Linked DNA regions of Zea mays: region 1 is linked to region 2. Evidence: chromatin contacts called from public Hi-C data. All regions are on one chromosome and are shown on one strand. The core of a region is the stretch at or near the end of the contact, and the rest is flanking DNA. Distances in the headings are between cores, read along the strand shown. Region 1 holds the start of LOC107303347. Region 2 holds the start of LOC100274339 (putative RING zinc finger domain superfamily protein).

The links. Hi-C and Micro-C count contacts between places; a contact is called where the count stands out from the background.
Region 1: a contact with region 2 is called in a Hi-C map of bundle sheath, with 2.8 times the contacts expected there. The contact joins the promoter of LOC107303347 here to the promoter of LOC100274339 in region 2. A contact is called at or near these places in 3 of 25 Hi-C or Micro-C datasets (bundle sheath, ear and endosperm).

What each region holds. Positions count from the first base shown.
Region 1 is chr2:148,763,050-148,765,749 of Zm-B73-REFERENCE-NAM-5.0, reverse strand. LOC107303347 reads left to right here and starts at 1,402. Exons shown (of 5, transcript NM_001367267.1): 1 at 1,402-2,020; 2 at 2,478-2,545; 3 at 2,687-2,700. The coding sequence starts at 1,630.
Region 2 is chr2:148,333,243-148,335,942 of Zm-B73-REFERENCE-NAM-5.0, reverse strand. LOC100274339 (putative RING zinc finger domain superfamily protein) reads right to left here and starts at 1,333. Exons shown (of 2, transcript NM_001148700.1): 1 at 676-1,333. The coding sequence starts at 977.

The sequences.
Region 1 (2,700 bases), core at 153-2,652, 430 kb before region 2:
AAGTAAAATTTTCTGCACTGTTTTTCTCTCCTAGAGTTTTTTTTTTAATATTGAGAAATAATGGAAGTAACGAGAATCTGGCCTTTTGCGTGTGTTCGAAGGTTCAAAAAAAAAGGAGGAACATTGGCTAGGCTGCATAGAAAGATGGGGAGTGAAATGCTTTATTAGGTCCACTAGTGGTACTAATATGACAATTAGTATTTTTTTATCACACCTTAACTTCCTGAAAATAAGCAAACAAACGTTCTTCTAAACCTTAATAACCTAGAGAACCTAGGGATTCCAAAGTACAAAAGACATTTAAGAGACGGTATAATATAACTTTGAACTTTTAAATCATAAATACTGTCGCAAGACTCTTCGTTCTTTTTTTTATTTAACCTCCTTCAGACCATTCAAGAGACGAGATATTAAATAAGGTTGTGCATGGTCTGACATTATATGTTGACTTCTGTATTTTAATAGCAGTTGTTAAATAATACTTGTTTCGAAAAACGATCAATAACCGTCCTTATATAACATTATATCGTTATTTAAAAGATGTTATTTCAAATATGTGATGATCGGATGTTGTGCAGTGTGTGTGGTCGTGTGGACAACTGGGCAGACACTCCATAGCAGCAAGGCAGCAGCCGTGGTAAAAATTTCAGATGATGAACTGTATGGTACAATCCCCGATGTGACTGCTTTTATCCTACCAGCTGGATCTTTCCTTAAATAATACTACTATCAACATGCAAGAAAAGAACTCGAAGGAAAAGCATGAGAGTAGTATTCAAGTTTTTAGAACCTGTTTGGTTTTATAGGACTAATGTTTAGTCTCTAACTTTTAGTCTTTTTAGTTTCTAATTTTTCAAACACAAAACTAATAGATGGACTAAACGGGACTAAAGGGCAAAAATTTCACTCCCTTACACGCGCGAGCTTGTTCGGTCGTTCCCAGCTGCCTACTGTAGTAAACATATTTGGCCCAGGCTGCTGGCAAATATGTTTAGTTCTTGTTTAGTCTATAGAACCAAATAGTGCAGTGACTAGATTAGTCTCTAAACTAAAGTTTAGTTTTAGAACCTATGAATTTCTAATAAAGATCGGAATATATTTTTTTACTAAAAAATCACCACTCTTTTGTCCAATTCACAGACATTGCTCTTCTTTAGAGCGTATTATTGTATATATCAAACAAAATTTATCGGAAAAACTGTTTGTCCCATTCGCTTCTTTACCGTTCAAATAAAAAAGGGGAAGTTTTGTTGGGCTGCAGTGCAGGACACTTTTGCAGTCCAACTATGAGATGGTTGGTCAAAGGAGAGAGAGAGAGAGAGAGAGAGGGAGGGGATCGCAGAGGAGAGCGGCAGGAAAAACCCGCCATTCCTGTGCCAAAATCTCTCATTTTTATTTTATCAGTTTCTGTCGTTTGCACATATTCAAAATCCTAGCCCCGATGACCTGGGTATAACCGGACACAGACCCAAACTAGAACCAGGTGTCTGTTCAGTTCGTGTCCGCCGTCCTCTGTTCAAGTGCAAGCGAGCGAAGAAACGAAGCACCAGGAGGCGGGAACAAGAAGGAATTTGCGCAGCAAGCAAAGGTCCCGAGTTGCAAACTTGCAACCCAAGAAGAGCGTTGGACATGCAGATGGAGGGGAGGGAGGGTATCGCGGTGGTGGCCGCAGGCGGCGGCCATGGATCCGGGCAGCACGGCATGTTCGGAGCGGCAGACATCGCCATGGCAGAGGCGCATGAGGCAGCGGCCAAGGGGTACCAGTACCAGTCCTCCCCCTCGTCGCCGTCGACGTCCCTCACGCCGTCGCCGCCGCCGGCTGCGGCTGGCCACGCCGGGGACGCCACCGCGGCGCCACTTGCCTGGAGCCTGGGCGGCGGGATGCCGAGCGAGCCCGCGGGGGACAGCGGCGTGCGGGCGGCCGGGCAGAGCCAGAGCGAGCACGCCAACAACATGAGCTCCGAGCGCCGCCGCGGCCGCCCGCGCGGCTCCGGCAGGCGCCAGATCCTGGCCACTCTCGGTCAGCATTCTCCCCGGCCGAAATTTCCCTTTTTATACGTTTTTTTCGCTCTAGGATTTCTTGCTGCGTTTGCCCCCCCCCCCCCCCCCCCCCCCCCCCCCCCCCCCCCCTTGTCGATTTCTGTTGCATTGCTTGGATGGGGTCCAGTAAGCGTGATTTGATGTGCATTTCTTTCACGCTGGAGACAGTCAAATATCCGTCAGTCACCTGCTACGGCACTTCTTCTGTTCACTGTCGCATTCATCGCCGATTCAAATGTTTATCCTCTTGCTCCCCACCAATCTTGTGGTTTGGAGATTTTTTCCCCCCGTCGTCAGATTACCTAATTGACCTAACCCTTTGGGCATGGTTTAGCTAAATTTCTTATATACTGGCCACGATCTTCTAGTAGTTAAATGACATAAAAAGTGTTCATTTCTCTGTCTCTGTCTGATCGGTGTTCTTTCAAACGCAACAGGGGAATGGTACGCGCTGTCAGCCGGCGGGAGCTTCACGCCTCACGTCATCATCGTGGGTACTGGGGAGGTAAGACATGCACTCCATCTCCATCTCATTGCAGCGTCTCGTGTATTATGTCTGCAGCTAGAGGAGCTGGTGTGCAGTGTGCTTGTTTGTCTCTTCAGGGTGTCACTGAGCTCACTTGTCCAATCCGTTGGCTTTGGCTAGGATGTGGCGGCGCG
Region 2 (2,700 bases), core at 84-2,583:
CGGCAAAAAAAACACTTACTAACAGGTTGTAAGTTTATTCATGGTTTTCCCATAAATCTGTTCCGGTTGTTTACATCAGTGAAAACATCGTTTCCCCATACCGGTGTGGATGCAGTAGAACTTGTGTTCACTTGTATAGTATTACTATAGTCTAAAGGGGTGTTCAGTTCGAAACTTACATGGTGACTAAAATAGGTCTTTGAAATAGGATTTCTAGGGAGAAGAGTGACTAAAGCAACCAAACACCCCATTCACAGTGAGCAAGTCGCATTCTGTTTGGTAGGGCTTCTCCCCGCCAAACCCCTCTCAGTAATGTCAACAGTGTGTATGTATGGCCGACAAACACAACAGCCTGATCTTGTTTCTGACAGTGACATTGATATCCATCGGAACATCTAAAGGATTCCAAATCGGAACATCTAAACATAACAGCGATCCCGTTCCCCGCCCGCCCGCCCGATGGCGCCCTCGCAACTACAAGCCTCTTCTTCCTACTAGTTGCAGTGCGCACCCCTGAATATGATTTGGTACGGTAGCGACCAGCGAACGCGCCGCCCCCCACCATGCGCCGTCCCGCGCGTAACCGACTGGAGCGAGCCCGACACGAACCGATCGCGCGCGAGATTGCAACGCTACGGGGTAACAGGAGCGTGGAGGAGAAGGACCGGTACTTACTGGGACTCGGCGTCGGAGGCGGCGGAGCCGCGGGGGCGGGCGGCGAAGGCGCGGGTGGGGAGGGCTGCGACGGCGGCGGGGCCGAGCCCGAGCCCGCCGCCTCCGCCGGGCGCGGGGTGGTGGGCGGCGAAGGAGTAGTCGGTGTAGTAGCGCGGGAGGGCGAGGAGGCGCGAGCGGGCCCGGCGGCGGCGGCGGCGGAGGAGCGCGCAGGCGAGGCGGGAGCAGACGAAGGCGATGAAGATGAGGCTGAAGCAGAAGCCCGCCAGCGCCAGCGCCATGCTCGGCGACACGCCGGACGCCATGCCGCGGCTCCCACTCCCACCCCGCGCGCTGCGCTGCGCTGCTCTCCCCCCTCCGGCCTCCCTCTCGGCCGGTTCGGTTCCTACTGCGGCTGTGGGGACTTGTGGTGGACTAGACTGGACTGGACTGCTCGGCTGGTGGGCCGTGTCGATGCGCACTCGGTGCGATGGATAGAATGATAGATAGGTCTCCTGCCTGCTACTACCTCGGATGCTGATGCCTTCGCTTTGCGTCCGCGCCGCCCGTTTCTGTGGCCTGCGTGCGCGCCTCGCTGCCGTGCCCCCCCTAGTTGCCGTCGCCGAGCTCCCTCGTTTCAGGGCGGGGCGAGCGGTCGGCAACGCGACGAGCGCACTAGCGAAAAGATAGAGAATAGAGAACGACCGGCGTCGAGGCGGCAGCGGCGGCTACCACACGACCTGCATTTTTGTCAACTTGGTCTTTTTTTTGACGTTCGCGTGCACAACATTCGGATGGAACATCAGCAGTGGACAGCGGTGGCAGTGGAGTGAAAGGAAGGATAGCGCGCTGGCCACTGTACAGTACGGATAGGATTAGGCCAGGCATAAAAGGAACGGTGGAGAAAAAAAACTACCCCCTGATGATGTTTGTTTTTCTAATCATAACTACATTCGCAGAAGTAAAGATGTTTGCTACTTACCAAATATAGACCGGATTGTTCAGGATGTTCGATGATGCTACGGTTTTAAGGGATGGAAACGAGCACATTTTACCCGCGCGCTGTCACACCCAGATTTAAGGGTAAATCCGGGCGCAAATCAAATGTGTGTTAGGATCAAGTCTCACATATATGATGACTCATGTTACAGAAACGAATGTCACATCTTTATTTCATAATAGGGTTCTATATAAAATAACTAAATAATTACATCATATGACGACAATGATCCTCCACAACCATAGTTGACTGGGAGACAACAGCCTAGACCTCTCACGAACTTATCGCAACATCCTTCATGCTCTTTATTTTGACGGTACCTGTCCTTGACCTGGGGGTGAGTACATCAAAAGTGAGCTCACATACGTTCATCACTCAACAAGTTGTGAGGAATAATGTGCATGAGCTCACTTACGGTGGTGGTTCATGTGAAGTGTAAGGCTTACCAAAGAGAATGGTTAGGGCTGAGCGTTGCTTTTAACAAATTGGTCAAAATTTTATTAGCAGATATTAAGTATAAGTGGATACTATCCCAATGAAATGCATATGACAGATTAAGTTTAATTACATAAGTTATTCATGTGAGTGTTCGAGCCGCTCATGACCGTGAGTATGGCTGATATATTAGTTTTACACTCTGCAGAGGTTGCGCATCTTTACCCACAAGACGGGTTTCCCATTTAGCCAGGGTTTATAAGACCCCTAGACACTCTCAAGGTGAATGGCTAGGGGGTCCACTGCGAGGCGTTTACAAAGTTACACTAGATGAGAGAAACCCGCTACGGATTCTGACCCGAATGCGATATAGGAATCCCTCGTCCGAAAAACTTTACAGACAGTCCACCCCGAGGACCTCCCTATACCTGCACTCCGTCATCCCGCTTCCCCTTTCAGGAAAGGATTAAGTGACACTAGCTTTCCTAATTAATCAGCTAAGAGCGTCTCATTCCACCCTTGTGGTAGCACTCTTTTCCCGGGTGACTTTTCATGTTCGTCTTTTTTGCCCTCACTACCCTGCAACATAAATCTTATGGATTGATAAGTGCGAG